Linked DNA regions of Mus musculus: all the other regions are linked to region 6. A link is a contact called in public HiChIP or PLAC-seq and promoter capture Hi-C data. All regions are on one chromosome and are shown on one strand. Each heading gives the region's core, a stretch centred on a gene start, on an enhancer-like site or on the middle of the called end of the contact. The rest is flanking DNA. Distances are from core to core; before and after follow the strand shown. Region 1 has its middle 18 kb from the start of 1700095K22Rik. Region 2 has its middle 23 kb from the start of 1700095K22Rik. Region 3 holds the start of Ttyh1 (tweety family member 1). Region 4 holds the start of Sbk2 (SH3-binding domain kinase family, member 2). Region 5 holds the start of Lair1 (leukocyte-associated Ig-like receptor 1). Region 6 holds the start of D630041G03Rik (RIKEN cDNA D630041G03 gene). Region 7 has its middle 34 kb from the start of Lilra5.

Region 1 (3,516 bases), core at 36-2,535, 510 kb before region 6:
AGACTAATTTGAAAGGTATTGCTTTAGTACTAAAATTAGTCATTGCTGTTAGGTCAGAAACTGCCGTTGGCCCTCTCCTTGATTGCTGCTATTCTGAGTATTTATGACAACACTTACTTCTTATATGACCATTACCTCTTTTCATTACACACAATTTTCATAAAGGAAACCATGGGAACAATATGTGTAGTTTTACAGCTAGAACACATATCAGTTAGGGCCAGAAATTTGACTGACACCTTTGATGTTATCTTGAGATAAATCAGGTACATTTACCTTTGATGAAATTACTTGTGTCTAGACCTCTGTGAAACCCCTTCACCTGAAAAAATGACAACAACAAAAATCCCAAAAACATTACAATACAAAACAAAACAAAATAATGGAAATCTTCAGGTACTAGGCTGCTCATGGCTATATATCTATCAACAAGTTCCGAACAAATTGTACTTAGTCAAAGATGGGGACAAAGCTCAGTGGCTGAGCATCCGCCTTGCTTGTGCAAGCCTGTAACCTCAGACTTTACAGCTGTAGAAAAGAAAACTCACACACTTTGCAACTCAGGCTGATACTAATATTTTTCTCTTGTTTATGGAGACTTGAAGCTAGTTGCTATATTTCAAGGCTGGGTTTTCCCATTGCTAATTGTAAGTTTATCCAGAGCTTTTGTCCCCGCCGGCAAGAACACACTCAGGATAACCGGAATCTTCTGCGGCAAACTTTTATTGCTTACTTAGGAGGGAAGACCCCGAACTGGGAAAATGGCGCTGCTTATATAGCCCACAGCGTGACGTTTCAGCACCTGATGTGGCGTGACAGCTCCTGATTCGTTGCTCGCCCATCACCCCATTACTATGCCTGAGATGGGCAGTGACTAGGTGTGAGTTCACTCTTGCAATTGCGCATAAGGCTTGTTTACTAGTTAGGCGCAGTGGAAGCCAGCGCCATCTTATAATGGCGATTGCTCACGGCACAGCTCTCCACATTAGTTTAAAATTATTATTAAAAGATAGCTTAGTATTATGTGAGTAATTAGAAGAGATAGTACAGTAAAATCTTGGGGAGTCTTCTAAAAGTTCAAAGCAAGAATAAAATCATGACAGATTATGAATCTTCATGGAGTAGTCAGACTGGGTGGTAATTGTCATAATCCTTTTTTCCAACTGTACCACTGTGTTGGTGGATGAGAGAAAAAGAGTCAGAGGTTACATATATTGAGACGATACTACACATGAATGTCTCTCATTTTTCCTGTTTTTAATGCAGAACTTTTTTCAGGAAGTAAAACAAAGATTTCCCAACTCCGCTTCTGCTGTGGTCACAATAAAGTGCACATTTCTCTTTTTAGACATAACAGATGCCTCTTAGAAACCCAATTACATATTTCAGGTATTCTTTTCATATATGTCCATGGGATTAAGTGGATCCACCAATAGAAAGTCAGGAATATTTTGGATCTTTTATATTGAGTTTCCCCTCCCTGAATTCTTAGGTCTTGGATTCCAGCACTGATTGATTGTGTTTCCAGAAATGATATAAATGAGATCTCAGGGAGGCATTTTGCTGGGTTTGGACAGTTGCATGTGGAATCCCAAGGCCCACTTGGAATCAATTTCCCAGTACGATAACTGTCAGAACTCATGGAAATTCTGTGTTTGCTAGATTCCAGTTCATAGGACTATAAAATGCTGCTCCATCATCCACACACTGATGAAATCATGAAGGAACTGGAAAAGATATCTTTCCATGTGCAAGGGATGGAAGGTTATGGGAGGGTGACAGAAGCTTCTCTTCCTCTTGGACAGGCCTTGTTAAATGTTCTAGGGAAAGTGGAGCTTATCTTGATAAGCCAAGTAGTCAGGTCATAAAATTGAGTCATGTAACTTTATCCAAGCTACAAGACCAGCGTCATCCAAACAACTCATCTGACAAAGTCATAAGAGAACAAAGTAAGAACAAACATCTTCTATACATAGATGTAAAATCCTCAACACATTTAATTTCTTTGCCATACAATGAAATCCAAGCCATCAGCAGACCACACATATGGCAAGGGTGCCACAAGACCATATTATCCATTGTTTTGAGTAAGAATATTGTGGGATGTCTGCACAAGGAAAATATTGCCTAAATGTTCATTTGTCTGAATTATGAAAGGTGTTAGTGATACAAATTTAATATAATGTTACATCAAAATGTACAGATACTATGAAGAACTAGAATTTTACTCATTCACCACAGCAAAAATGTAAAATTTTAAGACATGCATGATAAAGGCATGCATATAGATGAAAGAACAGAATTCGTCAGTATCTCATACACATTCATTGCAAGCACCCTCAGTAAATTAGTAACAGAGAAGAACCTTAGTCAGGATAAGATTATGTGCAAAGGAAACTGGGGCTAACTTCACATTTAATGTGGAGGAACCAGAATTTTTCCAATAAAAAAGAAACAACCTCTTTCTGACAATCTGCATGCAAGTTCTTGAAGTCCTAATTAATGTAGCAAGATCAGTAAAGAAAACTTAATGTTCAAAAATTGAAAAAGCCAGTCTGCCATCTGCACCTATAATCTGAGGCTGTTCTACAGCCGCCATGCATGGGTCCTCCCAAGAAAGACCTGTTCTACCAGGAGTGTTTTCACTCTGAGCTCAGGTGAGACAGCCACTTTCTCTCCAATAACACTGTGGAGTGGGGCTGGCCAGGAGCACACGGGGTCCAAGATCAGTGGAGCAGCTGGGACAGGATTCTTCCAGTCCCCCATATGCACCCAGATATTGGGTTGTTCCAGAGCCCTCTGTACACAAGTTTGGCCAGGAGAGAGCTGGTCTCCCAGGATTGCTGACACAGGCTTACAGACACACAGGAGGAACAAACTCCAGCCAGAGACAGGAAGAACATCTAACACCAGAGATAACTAGATGGTGAAAGACAAACACAAGAATCTCGCCCAATGAAAGAGATGCCCATGCACATACAAGAAGCCTAGAGAACACCAAATAGATTGGATCAGAAAAGAAATTCCTACCATCACATAATAATCAAAACACCAAATGCATGAAACAAAGAAATAATATTAAAAGCAGTAAGGGAAAAAAGGTCAAGTAACATATAAAAAGGCAGACCTATTAGAATTACAACAGACTTCTTGCCAGAAACTGTGAAAGCCAGAAGATCCTAGGCTGATATCATACAGACCCTAAGAGAACACAAATGCCAGACCAGGCTACTATACCCAGCAAAACTCTCAATTACCATAGATTGAGACACCAAGATATTCCATGACAAAAACAAATTTACACAATATCTCTCCTCAAATATATCCCTTCAAAGGACAATAAATGGAAAACTCGAACACAAGAAGGGAAACTAAACCCTAGAAAAAGCAAGAAAATAATCTTCTTTTAACAAACCAAAAAGAAAATAACCACAAAAACCATAATTCCACCTCTAACAACAAAAAATAAGAGGAAGCAACAATCTTTTTTTCTTAATATCTCTTAATATCAATGGA
Region 2 (3,137 bases), core at 454-2,953, 470 kb before region 6:
GAGTGGTCTTGGTTCCTGTTAGTAAGATTCTTACATTTGCCTTTTGCCATCTGGTAATCTCTGGAGTTAGTTGTTATAGTTGTCTCTGTTTGGAGCTTGCTCCTCCCATAATTCTGTTAACCTCTGCCAGCAGACCTGTGAGACTAGCTCTCTCCTGAGTTTCAGTGTTCAGAGTACTCTCCGCAGGCAAGCTCTCCTCTTGCAGGGAAGGTGCACAGATTATCTGGTGTTCGGACCTGCCTCTTGGTGAACATGAAGGCCCAAAACAGGACCTGTCCCAGAAGCTGTGTAGCTTCTGTAGTCTACACTCTCACCTGCACAGACTAGTCCCTCAGAGATCCAGGACCAGAGATGGCTCCCCCAAGTGCTCCGGCAAAGCCCTCCCAGGCGGGTGGACACCCCTACTCCGGTGGGGAAGGTGCCTGGATGTCTGTAGCCCAAAACAGGGTCTGCCCCAGCAGCTGTGTCACTTCTGTCTGTTGCAGAATCTGTGCAGCTTCTGTAGTCCACACTCTCATCTGCACAGACTAGTCTATGAGGGATCCAGAAACCCTAATGTGACTTCTTTACAGCCTTTGTATAATGTTCTTTTGATTTTTTTCTGACGGCTCCTCTAAAGGGTGAGCTGGATATCTCATGAATAATCAACAAGTAGTCATAGAGACTCCTGGCCTCTCAGCTCAGTTAGCATAGTTGACAGCAGTACTGAATGTTTTTCAGCCTGTAAATGATGCTCTTTATGTTTTTACTAATAGTTTATATGTTGCACAATCGATTCCCTTATTGGAGACTTGTGGTACATTTAACTTTAATATGCAAGAAGGATCTCTGTTTTCACAATTGCAAAATATCATTCTTGCCCAAAAACATCTGTTTTATATTGGTCATATACGAGCACATTCTGGTCTTCCTGTACCTTTTGCTGCAGGCAATGATTTCATCGACAGAGCTCTAATAGGAGAGGCCTTAATTTCAGATCCTGTTGCTTTGACTAGATGTGATCATGATAAATTACATTTCTCTAGCTGACCCACTCTACCGTCTCGCCAGCAAAACGCATGCAGGCCACTCGGATCCTTCTGCAGTACAGCTTTAATACATCTCGAGAGATAGATGATCAGCTTCAGGAGAGGAGACCCAGAGAGCAGAAAACCCTTCCCTTTTATAGGCTGCGAAAAAATGGTTGGAGATGTGCACCACTGGGATTGGCTGCCCACTATCAGTCAGTTAACGCCACGAGAAAGGCAGGGCTCAGGTAATGGAACGATACCCTGACGCCTGCGCACATTTTACTACGAGCAACGGATGTCAGCGCCATCTTGTAACGGCCTGCCTGGGCATGTCTTGGCCTGTTCTGCTATGTTCTCAGCCCCAGGTTTTAAAGCTCACAAACAACTCTTTGGGCTTTTTGACATACATTACATGAGTCACAGGTTTCAAGTTTTATTTCCTTTCAATGGCTGCCTGAAAGACTGGTTCGTCAAGTGGACACAGATCCTGAATCTTCTAGTAAGTATGATTCTAACCTCGATGATGGCTAAAAATCCTTTTTAGTTGAAAAAGTTATTTGGAGCTCAGCCTCCATTTCCAGAGAATTTACAGCCTTTCTGTTGATTCTCAGAGTCACCTCTCCTACACTGAAAGGTCAGAGTCTAAGCTTGTTCATTGCTAATTTGCAACTGAATAGAGTACCTGGACTTCCCGGAAGAAGCTTTTATCCTGTTGTTTTTCAACTGACTTTGTTTTTTCAAGCAGATCAGTCAACGCCTTACAGCCTGTTTTCAGCAAGCATGCAGCCCCGCCTCTAGCAAGTACAGGTGGCAGAAATTCATTGATATGAAGAAGCATATTGAGTATATATTGTGGCTTTGGTCTGATTTGGGAATAAGGTGTGGTATGAGGGCCATTCAGTCAATGTCGGGCAACCAGATTTCAGAACTATATCAATCGAAGACAGAGGTATATGCCAAGAGGCCGTGGTTTATTAATAATACACCACAGAGCCATGTTGGTGTAAAATAAACACAAACAAGCTGCATAAGAATAAGATAAGAATAGTTGACAGATAAGAATAGTTCGGGAAAATCAGAGATATCCCAAGCCAGGCACGGCCGCCAGCCACCATAACTCCCAGGCAGGACTATGGAGCATAAAAATAATTTTATGCCTCAGTCCAGCTAATTTTTAGTATATATTTAGGGAGGAATTGTAGCCTCCCTCAGCTTTGAAGCAGGCTGCCACTGAATATAAGATCACCTGGAGTGTAGCTATATTATGATGGCTATATTATGTCAACTACCACTGTTCTCCAAGACTCTGCTACCTGCTGAGAGACCTTGAGACATTCCAGAGACACATCCTATCCTGCATGTCGCCTACAGGCTGGCTCCAGACACCAAGAATGGATTGGCGGGGGATTGGCCTCCCCTCTTTATAAGCACAGACTCTTAGTAAACTTTGGGGTCTTGATCAGAGAAAAATTTGTCTTAGCCTCATTCTTTTCTCGCTATCTAGTCTCTTTCAGCCCCAGCCTGCCTTTCAGGAGTACCCGGTTCATGTAAGGCTTACAGTTACACTGTGCTAAAGAGATGGAGCCTTGCTAGGGATACCTTCAAGAACTCATAAAAATTTTTGCTCTCTGTCTACTATGCAGATACATGTGATGGTTGGAGCTGCAGTGGCATTGTGAATTAAAATATGAGTTTAATATGAGTGTGTAAGAACAAAGACTGAGAAAAGAAGGAGCCTCCATCTCTGGGAACCTACTGTTGCTATCACAGAATCCCTGTTGAGGTTTCAGACTTTGTAGGAAGGAGACCAGCAAGAGAGATGGGCGAGGTCAAGAAATGTATGGCTAAGTTACCTGGATTCTGGTTTTTAATAAGTGATGGTGAACATAAAAGGGAATCAAAGAAGACTCTGTTATCTGATACAGCACCAAAGACAAGGGTGAAAGATCAGGTATGTGTAGATGAGAAACCTGCAAAATTTATAGTATGTTGGAGGAGGAGACTATTGTGTGATAGTCATGTGGCTTAAAGTGGGTTTTTTAAGAAGGCTTCAAATACATGCAACTACTATCTACTATGGCCATTGATGGGGAGGGGTTAGAATCACGTAGATATGACTCTCCATCC
Region 3 (3,192 bases), core at 657-3,156, 350 kb before region 6:
GAACCAAACCACACATTCAGGAGGCAGACGGAGACAAATGGAGTGGAGGGAAAGAGAGGCAATCAGTTCAAATTCTCCCCGCCCCCATCTCTCTCCCGCTCCCCCATCTGTGTGTGTGTGTGTGTGTCTGTGTGTCTGTGTGTCTGTGTCCCTATGTCCATGTGTCTGTGTCTGTCTGTGAATCTGTCCCAGATTACTATTTCTCATTAAAGCTTTTGATTCTGAGTTGGGATGCTACTGCTTACCTTCTCTGGCTCTCACTTGTCTTTTAAACTGACACATAAAATATTTATCCTCTCGGTTTTATAGATGGGGAAATAAAGACTTTAGATTCAGAACTCACTTAAAGTCAGTTAGAATGCCTCCTCCAGCTGCTCATCTCAGAGTCTTTGTCTTTTCCAAGCCCCATTCAGACCACTTGGTTGGGATGGTGGGGAACATGAGTCCATCCAACTTCTTACTTCTATTTGTTATTGTCATTACCATTGACATCATCATTGCCATTATCATGCCAGCATCATTACTGTCATCACCAATATTCTGGTCATGATCACCATCATCACCATCATCATCACAATGATCACTACCACTTTCATCATTATCACTACCATCATCATCTCCACCATCATCACATCACTATCCATCACTATCACCATCACTACCATCACTAGCATCACTATCATCACCACCATCTTCATCACCACTGTCTCTTCAGCTACCATCATCAACACCAAGAAAATCTTATCATCTGCATGCTCACCATCATCATTCTCACCACCACCATCATCATCAGGAACTGTATCACCATCACCACCACCATGACCATCACCATTATCACCACCACCATCACAACTCTGCCATCCCCATGACTACCATCGGTATCACCAGGACCATCAGTCATCACAAACACAATCATCATTACTTCTCTTGCTAGCCCTTTCTACCATTCTCAACTAAAATTCATGGATGGCATGGGGGGGTCAACTCTTACTCCTTCCCATCCAATACCCTCCCCTAGGCAGACAGAAACACTACTGGGCGTTCTAGGGGCAAAAATTAGGCCTCCTACACACCAAAAGGGACAGTTGAGCAGCACCCTGGGAATGTTAGGTCACACAGTAAAGGTCTGAGTGATGATTTCATGGTGGCCAGGGTCCCTCCAGGGATACCTGCCTCCCATCATCTATCTGTGTGACTTTAGCAGCTTCCCATGAGACCCAACACAAATATTTTGGCTAGAAGATCACTTGCAAACTTTACGTGAGTGGCAAGTAGTGGGGGTCATTCTAGAGAATGAAGCAGTTTGGAGAAGGTCTCAAACATGTGGGAAGCCACCATACACAAATGGGATGGGCCCCTATATAGATAGATAATTAGGATCCTATTCAAAGTTGGTGGAGTTCTTATACAAACAGTTCTCACGGCATGTGTAGGTCTTTCTGGAAGGGTCTGCTCACACAGGAAGATTTCTGTCTAGAAACTGTGTCCATATACAGGTAATGACAAAATGTGTCGTGGAGAAGGAGACTCTTACCTAAGCAGAAGCTGTCTTTACAAACGGAAAAGTGAGGGATTTTTTATTGGCGCGCCTGGCTAACTGCTGCTCAAATACTAATGACCTTTACACCAAGGTGAAGGTTTTACATAAGGATAAAGAGCTTGTGTGCTTGAAAGAGAAATCCCAGTATCCTGGCTCTTATACAGACAGGGACAAGGCGGGCGAATCCATTTTGTTCTCAGCAAGCACAGCCCCTGCATACCACTGACATGAGCAAAGACCCTTCACCTGCACAGGCAGCAGGTGGGAGCCCAGGAGAGGGCGGAGCAACGGGGACCACTGCTCACGCCGCATTGCCTCCGGTGACCGCCAGAGGCAGCACTGAGGCGCTGCCTCGCCTCCCCCCTCCCCAATCTCCACCCCCGGCCCTCCGGGCTCCTGCTCCCGGGAGCCCCGCAAACCCCGCTCCGCCCGCGCCCCGCACAGCACCGAGGCTCCCGGCCCGGTCCGCCCCGCTGCCCCTCCCCGGGGCCATGGGGGCACCCCCGGGCTACCGACCCTCTGCCTGGGTGCATCTCCTCCACCAGCTGCCCCGCGCCGACTTCCAGCTCCGCCCGGTGCCCAGCGGCTTTGCTCCCCGCGACCAAGAGTACCAGCAGGTGGGATGGCAAACCTGGGCCAGGTCCCCTGGGAACAGGAGGCTGGGTCAGAGTTCCGGCGTCTTAGGGGCTGGGGACCCGGCCTGCATTTGTGAGTACAAGTCCAAGATCAGAGGTATAGCGCTCATACCTTGAGGTTCCCCTAGGACGTGCGCTGGGGGTGCAGACCCCTCTCTTCCCAGATAAGGAGAGCTGGGATCCTAGACTTCCAAGAATCCTGAATGGGAGGAGATGGGGGCCCAGCATTTGGGTTTCTGAGACCTGCCTGGAAAGCCAGTCTTTAGGGTCATCTAAGGAAAGGTCCGCTCTTGAGGTCCCAGGCGAGAAGGACCCCGCCCCCACAGAATCCCGACTAGTAAATATGTCCCAGATTAAATTAAAAAAAAATTTTTTTTTGGCGGGGGGGTGGGGGTAGAGAAAGGACTGAGAGAGGGAAGGCAGGGGAGGCAGCCGAGGTCTGGGAAGGATTGATATCCTCAAATAGGGAACAGAGATCAGGACTGGGGAAACCAGCTGAGGTAAGATGAGGATTCAAGGTGCCTTCAGCCTGTCCCAGGAGGGAAGGGGTTGTTAGGGTGCCAGAGAGGGTTGGGATAGAAATGTGGTTAGGTTCCAGGCTAAGGAAGACAACAGGCCTGGGTCCCAGGAGGGTGAGGCTGGTGGTGGACCCTCACAGACTCTGGGGTCCCTAGGGAAAGAGGCCCAGCTGCGGTTCGTGGGGGGGGGGGGGCGGAGGTGCTGTCCCCTGACCCAGTTTAATTCAAGTCCTTGACTTTGAGATTAATGAGGAGAAAAGCTTGGCTGAGCTGGGGGCCTGGTGGGGGGCTGGGAGTTGGCCTTGCCCTCCCCTCAAGTCTGAACCTCTGTGGCAGCCCTCTGGGAAAGGGGCACAGGGTTGGGAGAGCTTCGAGGGAGGGGGATGTTCCCAGAAAAGCAGCGAGGGGGATCGTGTGCTGGTGTGCTTGCTATTTGGGTCATGGCTGGCACAGCCTGAGCGGCTCCTCCCTGCCTACTCCACCCGCCCCCTCTCCCCTC
Region 4 (3,244 bases), core at 355-2,854, 490 kb after region 6:
GAAATGCACAGCCCAACAATAAAGTGGGGAAGGAAGATCTGACTGAGGTTTATAAGACTCCCTGGACTTGGCCTGAAATCTCTACTCTCAGCTGTACCCTACAGCATGCCTGTGTCCAAGATCCAGTACCTTTCTGGCGGTGAGTAACCAGCAGGACACGGCCGAACCGGCCCTGGCCCAGGGGACGCACTTCCTCGTACAGCTCTTCCACCTCAGTTTGGACCAGGGTCTGGGCACTCAGAGCCATCATGTCCTCCAAGGCCAGAGCAGCCTCCTGCCCCTGCTGCAGCTCCTCTACCGTTAGGCCTCCCAGGCCTTCATCACCTCCATCCTCCACAGTTGACACTTCCATTGGCTTGTCTTCTGACTGTTTGCCTGGCATTTCTGCAAGACAGACAAAAGGACTGTGACCCAGGACTCAGAGCTCGCTAGCCTATGCCTAGGGGAGGAAGAGCAAGGAAACCTGACTTCTGAGGGGTGAGGGCTGGGTCTAGATTCCTGGGTCCAAGGGAGGAGGGCCAGGGTCTGGGCTCCAGAGTCTGAGGGAAGGGGACCACAGTCTGGACCTCAAGGTTTAAGGGAGGAGGGCTGAGGGCTGGACTCCTGGGTCTGAGGGAGGAGGGCTGGGGTATGGACTCTAGGTTTGAGGAAGAAGTCTAGACCTGGACTTTCTCATCACCACTTCTTATTGTGACTCATTTCCATTCAGTAAGAGACCCTGAGGAGTGGAAAACAGTCACTTGTGTGAGGTGAGGTCAACTGAGAGGTCAGATGCCCCCCCCCCATTCCCACTGCCACCTGGTGGCCTGAGGGTGAAAGATGAACCAAGTCATCGAGACACCCCCCATCTTGTTTCCAAAGCAAACAGACTTGGGCCCAGAGTGGATGAGCGGTTTCTCTCCAAAGAGAAAACAGGTGCTCTCTGCCTCCAGGGAAGGGTGGGGCTCTCCACAGCTTGGGACACCCGGGTCCTGCCTGTAGCTGTCACTTGGACCTGTCCCAAGCCTTTAGCACTCAATCATTTTGTGGTTCAAGTCTCACAGCTCAGAAGCTTATCCCTAGACCCAGGGCTCGAGACCCCAGCACCCAGAGAAATAGACCCCAACCCTCCTCCTTCGAATTCAGGGCTCAGACCCCAGCCCTCCCTCCTCAGATCCAGGACTCCAGGCCCCATCCATCTACCCTCAGATCCAAGGTCCCAGACCTCGGCTCTCCTCCTTCAGACCCAAGCTTCCAGACTTCGGGCCTCCTCCCTTAGACCCAGGGTTCCAGCCCTCAGCCCTCCTCCCTCAGACTAGGGCTTCAAATCATAACTTATTACTGTCCCAGGAACTTCTAAAACTCACACAACTTGGGCCTTGGATTCTGTCCCCAACACTAAAGCACTCGATTGCTTCAAGGTGTCTCTTGTCCTGTCGAGGGGCCAGGACTCTTGCCACCTGTTTTCCTGTTCAACTGCAGCCTTCCCTCAGGCCGGTTAACCTTGCCCTACTTCTGACCTGGGCTCAGAGCTCCAGACTTCGCCTTCTCCAAGGCTTGTCTGATCCCTTTCTGCCTACTGCAGTTAGCGCCTTGCACTTCGGGGGTTCCTGCCAGCATCAGACTGCTCAGGAGCAAGTCCCGCCCTCACTCTGGGGGTTCGTAAAGCTCCGCCCTCTGCCCCGCCCCTTCTGCCCCCCATTGGGGGCAGAGCGACATCGTGTGTTGAATCCTAGTACTGGCTGTGGCTGGACCACACCAGTGTGGCTTAGCTCTCCTCCCTTGGACCCAAGGGTTCAGGAAGCCTTCTATCAGACCCAGAAATGCAAACCCCAGCTCTGCTTCCTCTCTTTCAGAGTCCACACTCCAGTCTTCATTCCTCAGATGGAAGAATCTAGAATGCATCCCTCCTATTTCAGACTAGAGAGGGTCTAGGTACCATCCTCTCTCCCTTATATCCAAGATCCCCTCCCCCAGCCCTCCTCCCTCAGACTCAAGGATCCGGAGCAGCCTTCCTCTCTCAGGCCCAGGATTCTAGACCCCAGCCATCTTCCTCAGGCCCGGAATCCCCGGAACGAAACTGCTTTCCTCAAACTCAGGAATCCAGCGCTCCTCCATTTGACCCAAGGATCTTGACCCTAGCCTTCTTTCAGATCTAGGGGTGCAGCCCCTGGCCTCTTCCCTCAAAAGGTCTCGGATTTTCTTTAATCTGATCCCATCTGCTCTGTTCCTCAGCTCCTGACTCTGGCGCCCTGTTGACAAACAAATCTTTTGAGAGGTGTATCCAGGAGCCATGCACTGGGGTCCTGTTTAGGAACAAAATAAGAGAGGATTCTAAAATGATGTCATGAGAAATGACCTCAGACTGGGGACCAGAAACAGGTGGCAGAGCAGCTGGGGATCGAGGATGACTGTACCCCTTTTGCGGGACAGCTGTTGGGTTTAAAGCACCGAGAACCACGTGGGTTCACTTCATTGTCCAAAATACACTTTTTATTTTGTAGATATTTTTAGTTTTACAAAAACAATCACAAAGGTCACACAGTTGTAAAAGACACACAGTTGCCAAGGTCCCTTGGACCCTTCACACAGCTTGCCCCAAGGTCAGCATCTTACCCAAGATTCATCACTAAATTAGCAAAGCTTTCAACAATAGTCATCCATCCTACCCACCATCTTTGTCCTCAAGGTCCTTTTCCTGTTCCCAAGTCCAGTCCGGGGCACCATGGTTCATTTGGTGAACTCACTGTTAAATCTAGAAAGTGTAGGTTCCTGGTTGGGATTATAGTTCTGGCTGCAGTCTTTGTTTTCCCTGCATGAACCTCTGGAAGCTCATATCCACCACTGTGTAAATCTCCATCATAACACAGGCCTGTAATCCCAGCATTGAGAGGTGGACGAAGGATGATCAGAAGTTCGAGGTTACCCTCTGCCACCTAGTGAGGGAACATCCTGGGATACAGAAAAACTTGAAAAATTTTTTAAGTATAAATTCCTGTGATGTTTCTAGTTTCTGCTGGGAGCTGGGGACTCCAGACACACAGAACTGGAGTCTGTGTGCTGTTTGGGACAAGGAAGAGCCATGAAACTAGTCCTGGCTCTCAGGATTGATGGGTCCCTGAATATAGATGGAGCTGGGTTATTCATAACCAGAGAACTTGGGGCATCTTGTGGAAATAGAAGATGGAAGGGTCTAGACCAGATGTTTGTGACAAGGACAGGAAGAGTAGACATAGGTATCTGGGAGGGCTCCAGGGATGGGAAC
Region 5 (3,492 bases), core at 54-2,553, 410 kb before region 6:
AGTGTATTTCACATTTGTTCAGTCAAACTTAGCCAGAGTTCCAACGCCCTACTTAAAATTCCACTAGAAAGTTACCTACTCAGTACTAATTAGCATAATAAAGTCAGAGCCTGCAGCTCCAGGCTTTTCAGTTAGTTGTTTACTAAGATAAGAAAGGACAGTCTTAGCCAGATACAGTTTACCATAAGAAAAATTAAGGAATCCCACGAAAGCAAGTTTTTTCTTTAGCCCTAGATTCCAGGCAGAACTATTGAGCATAGATAATTTCCCCCCCCCCCCCCCTCAGGCCAGCTTTTTCTTTTTTTTTAAGTTTTGTTAATAAAAGGGAGGAAATGTAGTCTCCCCTCCCCCAGCCTGAAACCTGCTTGCTCAGGGGTGGAGCTTCCTGCTCATTCGTTCTGCCACGCCCACTGCTAGAACCTGCGGAGCCACACACGTGCACCTTTCTACTGGACCAGAGATTATTCGGCGGGAATCGGGTCCCCTCCCCCTTCCTTCATAACTAGTGTCGCAACAATAAAATTTGAGCCTTGATCAGAGTAACTGTCTTGGCTACATTTCTTTCTCTCGCCACCTAGCCCCTCTTCTCTTCCAGGTTTCCAAAATGCCTTTCCAGGCTAGAACCCAGGTTGTGGTCTGCTGGCCGGACACAACACATAGTGACACCATGCCTCAAAAATATAAAATAAAATAAAAGTGTAGTCCCTGGTAAGTCAACCATGCTCCAGTGCTAGACCACATACTTAGGAGTATTCGGGCAGCACAAATTGGTCTTACAGTGCTTTCAAAAAAAAAAAAAAATGGAACAAAGTTAAGAGGATAGGGAGGAAAAGTGGAACTTAGAAAAGTTGATGGTGAGTAATATAAGAAATACTCAAAGAACTAACAAAAGTTGAGGTTTTTTTTTTTTTATTCTAAGCAGGGTAATCAATACTACGTAACAGTTTTGATTGTAAAAAAGCAGGCTCTTCCTAAGTCCTGTTAAAGCTGAACCTGACTTCATGCCCCATCACTGTTCCTAACAATAAGTCTGCAGAGGTATCTTCCAAGTAGGACGTGGGGGCAGAGAGGCATTCCTCCCAGGGGCTCCAGAATCGCCTTCGCTGCTCTCAAGGCTGAGTGAGGAATAGACTCCCTTCCCCACCCCTCAGTTTTTCCCAGGACTCACCAAGCACCAGCAGGATAACTGGATGAAGTGACATGACTCAGGCTCCAGCAACCTTACCAGGTCTGGTCAGAGCAGAAGCCCTGCAGCAGGCACAAGAGGCAGGATGTGTGCACTGGAGCTTGTCACAAGGTTTCTAGCTAAGGTTCCCCACATGGAGAGGAAGAGGTTTCTCTTCTGGGCGTTGGACTCTTTCCCTTAGTCACTGGCTTCAGGAGAAGGTGTTAGCTTCTAAAACAGTGTCTCGGGCCCCTATGTTTAGATGTAGCTGAGCTCATTCCTTAACTTGTTTGCCTGTCTGTAAATATGCAAGAATAAGATTGTACATATCAGTTCCCACTGTAGAAAGCAAAGGCCACCAATTTATGCAAGACATTTCTACTTCAACCCAAAGCTCACATTTCCTTGGGTTTAAAATGAGAAACATTTGATGTTACGACTTTTGTAAAAGATCTCGACCAGATATTTCACACATTAAATGTGTCCTTCTATAGATAATGCTTTTACTATTAAATAATATTGGGGTGTGTGTGTGTGTGTGCATGTGTGTGTGTGCCCGTGTGTGCACGCACGCAGTCACAGAACAACTCCCCAAAGTCATGTCTCTCCTTCGACAATGTAGGTCCTAGGAATCAACTTCAGGTTGTCAGACTCAGAAGCAAGCATTTTTTCCCACTGAGCCATCTCAGTGACAAAGATAATATTTTTAAAAGCTAATAAATATTGTCAGAAATGTGTATAAATTGGATTTTTTTTTTTTTACTGTTAGCAAGAAGTCAGGGCCTCAACTGTTCTGAAGAAACTTCCTCTGAGTTAATGAGTCAGAATCATTTTGGGTAAGCTGATGCCCTCCCTCCATGAGATTAGAAGAAAAAATGGAAATTACAGGGAAGAACGCTCTTCCTCTTTAGAAATAGCATTGTGATTTCAGACATACACACACTCACACACACACACACACACACACTCACACATACACACTCACACACACACACTCACACACACACACTCACACACACACACTCACACATACACACACACACACTCACACACACACACACTCACACACACACACACAGAAATTAAAAATAGAACCCCAGTAAGAGGGGAAGTAAGTATGGAAGTGAGATGTCAGCACTCACATAGTCATTGCAGCTCTATTCACAGGAGCTGTGATAGAGAAATCATTCTGGAAGTGGTTGGAGGAAATGTGGTGTACATAGACCACATTTTGAAGATGATGATGAGGCCATGTGAAAAGCCATGGCTGAACCTTCAAGAAATGGCTATCAGTGAACTGAGCAAGACCCAGAGGACAGGTGATGAGTTGTTTGCCTCATGGAGGTATGTAAAGTAGTCACATTCAAGCTGAGCATGCTGATCCATTCCTGTAAGCCCTGCACTTGGGAGGGTTAGGCAGGAGGATTGCCATGAGTGCAAGGCCAGTCTGTACTACATAATGAGTTCTGAGCCAACCTGAGATATATAGCAAGATTTTTTTTTTGTCTCAAAAAACTAAAATAGATAAAGTCAAATTCATAAAAGCAAAATGGAATTTTGTCTACCAGAAGAGAAAACATGTAGAAGTTATTTATCAATAGACAAAAACTTTTAGTCAATTAATATGAATAACTCTAAGACAACACAGCATCTGTAGTCAATATTAGTAAAGTGTGCAGTTAAAATGTTAAGAGAACAAATTTTATGGTTTTCTCTGTCTTAGCTAGGATTTCTATGGCTGTGATGAAACACCATGAGCAAAAGCAACTTGGAGAGAAAGTGGTTTACTTCATCTTAGACTTCTAATAAGACTTTAACTCAAGGTGAAGCAGAGGCTATGGAGGCTGCTTACTGGCTTGCTCCCCATAGCTTGCTTAGTCTTCTTTCCTATACAACCCAGGAGCACTACCTGGGGATGCACTACTCACAGTGTGATAGGCTGACCCATATCCATCATTAATCAAGAAAATGTTTCACAGCCTTGCCCACAGGCCAATTTGATAGGTGTATTTTCTCAATTGAGGTTCCCTCTTCTCAAATAATTCTGCCTTGTGTCAAGTTGACAAAACACTAATCAACTCTCCCCCTTTCCCCCTCCCCCTCCTCCTTACCATCCTCCTCCCCCCTCTCCTGTCCTGTCCTCTCCTCTCTCCAATCTCTCCTCTTCCTTAATTCTCCCTTCCTCTCTCTATTCTTCAGTACCATTGGAACTAGAATGGTATGAAGTAGCATAAACAAAATCCTAAAGGGACTGAATAGATAAAAGACCTAGGGTTTGAGGACAGACAGATGACCATCTGTCAAGAAGAGAAAAGGCAGTGTCTTGT
Region 6 (3,335 bases), core at 606-3,105:
TCCTAGGTCTGAGGGAGGATGGCTGCAGTCTGGACTCCTGGGTCTGAGGGAGGAGAGCTGGAGTCTAGACTCCTCCTTCTGAGGGAGAAGGGCTAGCTAGCATCAGGGTCTAAGGAACCAGGCTGCAGTCTGACTCTTGCATGCACTTCCCCCTCTCCCCTCCTTAGAACAGAGAAAACGTTACTCCACCGTGGTTATGGCTGACGTGTCCCAGTATCATGTCAATGTGAGTCTGGGGTCTATGTTTCTCTAAGACGTTTCCTGGGGAGAGGTGAGCCTGAAGTGATAGGCCTTTTGAAAACAGGGACTGGGGACGGGGGCAGCCATCAGGATGTAAAGTGAATAAATAAGAAAGAGAGAGAGGGAGGCAGGAGGAAGGGAGGGAAAAAGAAGGAAAGAAAGAAGGAAGAGACTAGGAAAACTCAGCTCTTCTCTCCCCATGAACATCCGTCCCTGTTGCCTGAGAACTCAGTTCTGTCTGATCTTCCTCTGAGCCATCCCCAGTGCAGGATGCAGGACCAAATCGGCCACGGTTCCATGGTCCAGGAGAGGGTGTGGATGTCATAATGCAAAGCAGAGGAGGCACTTACAAGAGTTCAATCCTTATTATTTGTTGCCCTTGAGAAGCCTCCAATCTTGGTTTGAAGATGTCCTAATTGGAAGGAAATCTAATCAGTGCTGGCCACTGAAGGAGCTGAAGGGTCTGAGGGAGGGAGACTGAGGTCTGGATTCAAAGGGTCTGAGGAAAGCATTCTGGGGAAGTATGGCTAGGCTGAACAGGAGCTCCCTCTAGAAGCTCAGCAACAGCTTGGCATAGCCTGGGACTCAGCTACCTACTCTGTCTCCTGCCAGCACCTGGTCACCTTCTGCTTGGGGGAAGAAGATGGCGTGCACACTGTGGAAGATGCTTCCAGAAAGCTGGCAGTCATGGACAGCCAGGGGCGTGTCTGGGCACAGGAGATGCTACTGAGAGTGTCACCTAGTCAAGTCACTCTGCTTGATCCAGTCTCCAAGGTGCCAGAGAGCAATTGGGTGGAAGAGAGAAATGGGGCTGAGATCTGAGGGTGAATCTTGGCTCCGAAGCGTCCTTCCCCTGGGAACTTTGGCAAGCTATCCTTTGAAGCCTAGGTTATTAAACAGGGTGTTATTTCTAGGCCCCTGAACTCTTTCGGTTGCCTTGCCCCAAGTCCTGGACACTGCTCTAGCAGTCATAGGAATCTGTGCCTCCGTTTACCCTGCGACCCCGTCCTGCAGGAAGAACTAGAGTCATATCCTCTCGATGCCATCGTACGCTGCGACGCGGTGATGCCCCGAGGACGGAGCCGTTCATTGCTGCTCCTGGTGTGCCAGGAGCCAGAGCGTGCACAGCCGGATGTTCATTTCTTCCAGGGCCTGCTCCTCGGAGTGAGTGGGCGTGGCTCCGGGTGGCTTTTTTTTCTAGTAGAGAATCAGAGGCGGGGCTTCCATGTTTGGGGCGGGGCCTTGGCAAACGGGGACATAGCCTAGGAAAGCAGGTCTGAGAGGGAACCAGAATTGAGGACAGGTTGAATGAACTCTAGACCATGACTGAATGTGACGATGGGAAGAAGATGCAGAACAAAGGCTTTGAGAAAAACATAAAAAAGATGGTTGGAAGCAGGCAGGCAGGCAGGCAGAACCAAGATGGGGTCCATGGGGTTTGTCCAAGACAGTCGGAGGCAAAGCGCTGAGAACAAGAAAGAGTCCTGGGCAGGCAATGGGTGGGGCGTAAGAGGGGAGATCTTAAAGTATGATTGACAGGCGGAGCTGATCCGTGAGGACATCCAAGGGGCTCTGCAGAACTACCGCTCCGGACGTGGAGAACGCAGGGCAGCAGCGCTCAGGTGAGGAGAAGGGGGAAGCAGATGCAGAGCGCACTGAAAAAAAAAATTCTCCCATCTATGGACCTCACTCTCCTCAGCTAAGAAATGAGCTTGGTACGAACAGCCTAGAGTGTTGAATGTGGTCACAAATTAGCCTTGGCCAGGTCTTACCTGTACCTCCCAGACAAGGTGACCGCTCCGCTCCAGTCTTCTACTTTAGCCTGTCTTGGTCTTTGGTTTCTCCATCTTCGTATCCAGTTTCTCATTATGAAATGCCCAGCCTTCGTTTGACCGCCCCCCCCCCTTCCTGATCCCATCGGTTGCCCCAGCCTCGGTCTCCCCTTTTTCTTAACTCAGGGCGACGCAGGAGGAGCTGCGACGCGGCGCCTCTCCAGCAGCGGAGACCCCGCCCTTACAGCGTCGCCCGTCTGTCCGCCTGGTGATCAACACCGTGGAACCATCCGCAGTCCGCGGGCGACCCCAAGTGGAGTCAATTCCAGAGACTGAGGAAGCAAGGAAACCCGACCAAGCTCGCACGACTAGCAGTGCTGACCCTACCTCCCCAGACTTGGGCCCAAGAGGACCTGAGCTGGCGGGTCTGCAGGCAGAGCGGGATGTGGTGAGCTTGAGTGAGAGGCACCAGCTAGGAGAAAAAGATTTCCTTGACAATCAAGTCAGTCTTGGAGTGGGGAACGAGATTCAGGAACGTGGCACGTCTAGGTGTGACTAGCTGACAAGATGCTGGGTCGGGGATGGGAGTTAATTCTAGAAGTATGGCTAGAGTCTTTGATATAGACCACCCACTGCTCCAGTTATGGGCATGGCCTGACGTAGGGGGTGTGTCCAGGAGTTCAGATTGGAGCCCTGGACCTAGACCAGAGTCTGAGACTCAGGAGCACCACTCTTACCTCTCTTGCTTATGGTAGGATATTCTGAACCACGTGTTTGACGACGTGGAGAGTTTTGTATCCAGACTGCAAAAATCAGCAGAGGCTACCCGGGTTTTGGAGCACCGCGAGAGAGGCCGCAGGACACGACGCCGAGCTGCGGGAGGTAAGGGGCTTCCACATGGACCGAGAACACACCTTCCTGAGTGATGTCCAAATATCCTCTCCCCCTGGGGTCTCCCACCACCAGCCAGGTCTGACTTCCTAAGGCCACCCGTTTGGGTGTTTACACCTTTGGAATTGTTGTCTAATGCTTTCTTGGTGTCCCCACAACCTCACCTGCTCTCTCCGCACAGAGGGTCTGCTGACACTGAGGGCCAAGCCACCCACTGAGGCTGAGTACACCGACGTGCTTCAGAAAATCAAATACGCCTTCAGTCTGCTGGTGAGGATGCATCCATTGCTGGGCGTCGATGGAGTGAGGGCACTTTGACCCATCCATCATTCGTGCACTAATAAGAAATGACCTCCTTTCGTTCCAGGCCCGGTTGCGAGGCAACATCGCCAACCCCTCCTCTCCAGAGCTGTTGCACTTTCTGTTTGGACC
Region 7 (3,506 bases), core at 389-2,888, 270 kb before region 6:
TGAGTATCATGGAGTCATTAGCCTTGGCAAGGAGAACATCCCTCAATAACCTTGGCATGGAGAACATTCCATGAAGGAGGAATACAAAGTAATATATGTACATTATTATGAAAACAAGCCTTACAGCAACCATTTGAGGAGACCCATATCCTGCTGGCTCTGCTCCAGGGGCAGGAACCATGGCATCTTGCACGGCCATGACACAGCAAAGGCAGTGATTGCTTTGTGGATATGAGATTCTCTTTTGGGATGATGGCAATGGCTAGGAACTAGATACTGGTGTTGGCTATGTATCATTGAGAGTGTACTCAATGTTATTGAATTACATACTTTGAAATATTTATGATTAAATTCATGTTTTATGAACTATAGTTCAGTAAGGAAAAAACCCAACTACAACATAGAATTGTTATAGCAGAAGGGGGGTTGTATTAGTTACTTTTCTGTTGCTGTGATAAGATAGCATGACTAGAAGCAACTTATGGAAGGTTTGTTTTCATTTAAAGGATTAGACAATCTGTAATTGAGAGGACAGCATGGCAGCAAGCTGCAGGAGTAGGATGCTGATTGGTCATATTTCATCAGTCCACCAAGAAGAAGAGAGTGAACTGGATATAGGCCACAATCATAAACATCAAAGGCTATGTTCAATGACCTAATTCCTCCAGCAAGCCTCCATGTCCTGAAACGTCCATAATCTGATCAGACAGTGCCACACACTGGGGACCAAGTGTTCAATTACACAAGTCTATGGTGGTTCCCACTGAAACCACCAGAGAGCTGCATCATGCTTCAGCGGTCATAACAACAAACATTGCCTTCTTAATGAAACTTTAAAAAAATAACCTTTTATTTGTGTGTCTATCTGTGGGAATGCATGGTGTGTGTGTGTGTGTGTGTGTGTGTGTGTGTGTGTCTGTCTGTCTGTCTGTCTGTCTGTCTGTACACAGAAGCTGGAATATAGTACTAGCTCTTTCCTGGTGTTGGAGTAACAGCCAGTTGTGGGCCATGCAACTGTGGATGCTGAGAATCAAATGTGGGTCCTCTGGAAGAAGATATAGCACTCTTAACTCCTAAGCTTTCTCTCCAGCCTCCTTGGTAAAATTCCTAGGATAAGATTAATAATTTGCCTGAGTGCACAGTTTGTGTATTAAAAACAATGCTTTTACATCTTTATAGCTATCTGCCTTTCAATTCGGGGTGCAGTATGGCATCTTATGTCCCTGGGAAGTAGGAGGGCAGATGTAAGTTGATGAGTCACTCTTTCTACTCATACTCTTATATACTATGTCGTATTCTGAAAATGAGAATGCTTCTCTACTCCATGATCCTCACAACCCAAGAGGAGATATTGATGTCACAATCATCTAACATTAAAGAGTATGGTACTGAGACAATTGGTAAATATTTCTACCATGTCTCAAGGAGAAACAAGCACATTTTTTCAATGAATGTTAGTATCCACACATGCAGACATTATCAATTGAGAATCTGTGGTCAGGAGAGAAGAGAAAGTGAGGAAATAACAAAAGGGGGTTGGGAATGAGAAAGAAGAAATGACATGGCCGTCCATGGAGAAAGGTGAAGAGGAACTGTAACATTTTACAGAAATGAAAAAGTCAAAAGGAGGAAGTTTAGGGAAATAAAACTACAGCCTAATTCCAGGAAGGAAACTGGTATCCTTTTGCAAACTAGTTAGATAGTATCAAGATGGTCACATTGAATAATTCTCCCCTTTGATTGTCACTACTCTGCACATCTGTTTCTTCTACTGAGGACAAGTGCTTGAGCCTGGATTGGGAGGGTTTTTTGGGTCCAAACTATAAGCCCAACAATTCTGGTAACTTGCTAAGAAGAGAAAGTAAATGAGAAGGGATTAGTTGACTAATCCCTCACACAGAGCTCTGATAATAGATTTGTTTCCTTTCCTATCCCTCCACATCCCTTTGTGCTCATCCCCAGAATAAAGAGAGTTTCTGTCATGGTTTGTAATCCTTGTTGCCTGGAAGTCCATCTTCCACTAGCAGTCTTCAGATGAAGAAGTAGAATTCTCAGCTTCTCCTGCACCATGGCCTGCCTAGATGCAGCCATGTTCCTGCCTTGATGATTATGGACTGAACCTCTGAACCTGTAAATCAGCCCCAATTAAATATTGTCCTTATAAGAGTTGCCTTGGTCATGGTATCTGTTCATAGCAGTAAAACCCTAACTAAGACAGAACTTGGTACCAGGGACTGGGGTATTGCTGTGGATAGGTCTGACCATGGTTTTGTTTGGAATAATCTGGATCTTGGGACTTTGGATTTGGAAAGCAGTGGAATGCTTTAAATAGGCTATCCTGGTAGGAAAATGGAAGACTTTGTTACTGAGAGTGATTTGAATTGTGCGGACCTGGCCCAAGAGTTTTCACTGGATAATTTCAATATATGGTGTAGAGACTATTTTTGTGATATTTTGGTGAAGAATATGGCTACTTTTTGCCCTTGTCTGAAGATTCTGCTTGAGGCTAAGGTGAAGAGACTCAGATTAATTGCATTGAGAAAGGAAGTCTCAGAAATGCCCATTATAGACTTTGTTCTCTGATTAAGTCTCATGAAGAACATTTTAAACATGTAGCAAGTTGAGAAAGGAAAAATATAAAATATATGGCTTGAGTCTTAAAGGGGCACCAGGAAGTGAAATGGAGCAGAATAATGTGTTCAGGGATATTAAATTGAATTAAGGGAGTAGTGATCTTGGGGCAAGATCCCACCCAGTTAAATTTAGGTCTAGGCATTGTACTACAAGCCTTTAATTTCAGGAGGCAAAGACTAATAGAGTTCAAGGCTAACCTAGAACAGAACCTAAAGGTGAAGAAAACCTTAAATTCAGGCTTGGTGGGCCACACCTTTAATCCCAGTGCTTAGGAGACAGGTGTGCAGATCTCAGAGTTCAAAGTCAGTCTACAGATTAAGTTCCAGGACAGCCAAGCTTAGGTAGTGAAGAAGTTGGAAAACAGAAACCTAGTGATAATGTAATAGAACAAGGGGGCTATGCACCAGCCCCAGCAAGCAGCAGAACTCAGAAGTTTTGGCCATGTGGCTCTGGCTTTTGAGGGATTACTGGAACAATTGATGCAGGTTAGCTGGAGCTAAGAAATTAACAATGATTAAGAAGAGGTGAAATCTTCTGGAATGAGTTTTCTAAGATCACAAAGAAGCTGTGTTCCAAAGATACCCAAGGTTGTATCTTGTGCTGCAGCTGTACTTGGTAATGTGTAAGAGTCACCCAGGTGGTACTGATTTTGAAGCCATGAAGGTGTCATGAAGAACATCTGAGGCTTGTCACTGTGAGAGGCCATGGAAGACCTTTGGTGAAGGTGCAGCCCCAGTTGCAATTGATGTCCCAGGACTGAATGGGTCATGCAAAGCAGTTGAGGCTTGGCACCATGAAGAGAGCCTATGGGAGGCTATTGGTGAAGCCTAGTTACAGTAGAAGACCTCAGCATACTGGAGATGCCAGTATCA

The links. Promoter capture Hi-C pulls out the DNA fragments that hold promoters and counts their contacts. HiChIP or PLAC-seq counts read pairs in DNA pulled down with a chosen protein or histone mark.
Region 1: an H3K4me3 HiChIP or PLAC-seq map of bone marrow-derived macrophages shows a contact between it and region 6, with 5 times the contacts expected there. The contact joins the enhancer-like site here to the promoter of D630041G03Rik in region 6. A contact is called at or near these places in 6 of 39 promoter capture datasets (embryonic stem cells, hippocampal neurons, pre-B cells and 1 more) and 1 of 115 datasets of contacts at active chromatin or transcription factors (bone marrow-derived macrophages).
Region 2: a contact with region 6 is called in an H3K27ac HiChIP or PLAC-seq map of embryonic stem cells, with 6 times the contacts expected there. The contact joins the enhancer-like site here to the promoter of D630041G03Rik in region 6. A contact is called at or near these places in 12 of 39 promoter capture datasets (the 3T3-L1 cell line, the C10 cell line, cranial neural crest and 5 more), 4 of 115 datasets of contacts at active chromatin or transcription factors (bone marrow-derived macrophages, embryonic stem cells and stem cell-derived neural progenitor cells) and 3 of 9 other capture datasets (adipose tissue, embryonic stem cells and pancreatic islet).
Region 3: a contact with region 6 is called in an H3K27ac HiChIP or PLAC-seq map of embryonic stem cells, with 5 times the contacts expected there. The contact joins the promoter of Ttyh1 here to the promoter of D630041G03Rik in region 6. A contact is called at or near these places in 18 of 39 promoter capture datasets (the 3T3-L1 cell line, 3T3-L1-derived adipocytes, the C10 cell line and 13 more), 2 of 15 datasets of contacts at CTCF or cohesin (both in embryonic stem cells), 17 of 484 Hi-C or Micro-C datasets (the Ba/F3 cell line, the G1E-ER4 cell line, the N1E-115 cell line and 12 more), 32 of 115 datasets of contacts at active chromatin or transcription factors (SST interneurons, bone marrow-derived dendritic cells, bone marrow-derived macrophages and 16 more) and 5 of 9 other capture datasets (adipose tissue, embryonic stem cells, liver and 2 more).
Region 4: a promoter capture Hi-C map of liver shows a contact between it and region 6. The contact joins the promoter of Sbk2 here to the promoter of D630041G03Rik in region 6. A contact is called at or near these places in 3 of 39 promoter capture datasets (hematopoietic stem and progenitor cells, liver and pre-B cells).
Region 5: a contact with region 6 is called in an H3K4me3 HiChIP or PLAC-seq map of embryonic stem cells, with 15 read pairs. The contact joins the promoter of Lair1 here to the promoter of D630041G03Rik in region 6. A contact is called at or near these places in 2 of 39 promoter capture datasets (the C10 cell line and pre-B cells), 4 of 115 datasets of contacts at active chromatin or transcription factors (bone marrow-derived macrophages, embryonic forebrain, embryonic stem cells and 1 more) and 3 of 9 other capture datasets (adipose tissue, embryonic stem cells and macrophages).
Region 7: an H3K4me3 HiChIP or PLAC-seq map of bone marrow-derived macrophages shows a contact between it and region 6, with 5 times the contacts expected there. The contact joins the enhancer-like site here to the promoter of D630041G03Rik in region 6. A contact is called at or near these places in 6 of 39 promoter capture datasets (the C10 cell line, cranial neural crest, embryonic stem cells and 3 more), 1 of 115 datasets of contacts at active chromatin or transcription factors (bone marrow-derived macrophages) and 2 of 9 other capture datasets (adipose tissue and liver).

What each region holds. Positions count from the first base shown.
Region 1 is chr7:3,960,931-3,964,446 of GRCm38.p6, forward strand. No RefSeq gene overlaps it. Among named protein-coding and RNA genes, the nearest start is that of 1700095K22Rik, 18 kb to the right of the region's middle. Within about 2 kb of position 1,286, at least 5 of the 459 cell types and tissues checked have an H3K27ac peak or open chromatin away from gene starts, as enhancers often do. A contact at or near this core is called in bone marrow-derived macrophages, where this site is marked.
Region 2 is chr7:4,002,503-4,005,639 of GRCm38.p6, forward strand. No RefSeq gene overlaps it. Among named protein-coding and RNA genes, the nearest start is that of 1700095K22Rik, 23 kb to the left of the region's middle. Within about 2 kb of position 1,704, at least 4 of the 459 cell types and tissues checked have an H3K27ac peak or open chromatin away from gene starts, as enhancers often do. A contact at or near this core is called in embryonic stem cells, where this site is marked.
Region 3 is chr7:4,117,624-4,120,815 of GRCm38.p6, forward strand. It overlaps Ttyh1 (tweety family member 1), which reads left to right and starts at 1,907. Exons shown (of 14, transcript NM_021324.6): 1 at 1,907-2,157. The coding sequence starts at 2,032. 9430041J12Rik (RIKEN cDNA 9430041J12 gene) reads right to left here and starts at 3,105. Exons shown (of 9, transcript NR_033568.1): 1 at 2,288-3,105; 2 at 2,057-2,185.
Region 4 is chr7:4,962,802-4,966,045 of GRCm38.p6, forward strand. It overlaps Sbk2 (SH3-binding domain kinase family, member 2), which reads right to left and starts at 1,605. Exons shown (of 4, transcript NM_001146329.2): 1 at 1,500-1,605; 2 at 130-384. The coding sequence starts at 382. It overlaps Sbk3 (SH3 domain binding kinase family, member 3), which reads right to left. Exons shown (of 4, transcript NM_001200041.1): 4 at 2,459-3,244.
Region 5 is chr7:4,061,901-4,065,392 of GRCm38.p6, forward strand. Lair1 (leukocyte-associated Ig-like receptor 1) reads right to left here and starts at 1,304. Exons shown (of 8, transcript NM_001113474.1): 1 at 1,169-1,304. The coding sequence starts at 1,202.
Region 6 is chr7:4,469,029-4,472,363 of GRCm38.p6, forward strand. D630041G03Rik (RIKEN cDNA D630041G03 gene) reads right to left here and starts at 1,856. Exons shown (of 1, transcript NR_028416.1): 1 at 1-1,856. Eps8l1 (EPS8-like 1) reads left to right here. Exons shown (of 20, transcript NM_001374622.1): 4 at 168-226; 5 at 853-1,014; 6 at 1,255-1,404; 7 at 1,780-1,862; 8 at 2,199-2,460; 9 at 2,768-2,894; 10 at 3,085-3,173; 11 at 3,271-3,335. It also overlaps a transcript of Rdh13 not described here.
Region 7 is chr7:4,202,398-4,205,903 of GRCm38.p6, forward strand. No RefSeq gene overlaps it. Among named protein-coding and RNA genes, the nearest start is that of Lilra5, 34 kb to the right of the region's middle. Within about 2 kb of position 1,639, at least 4 of the 459 cell types and tissues checked have an H3K27ac peak or open chromatin away from gene starts, as enhancers often do. A contact at or near this core is called in bone marrow-derived macrophages, where this site is marked.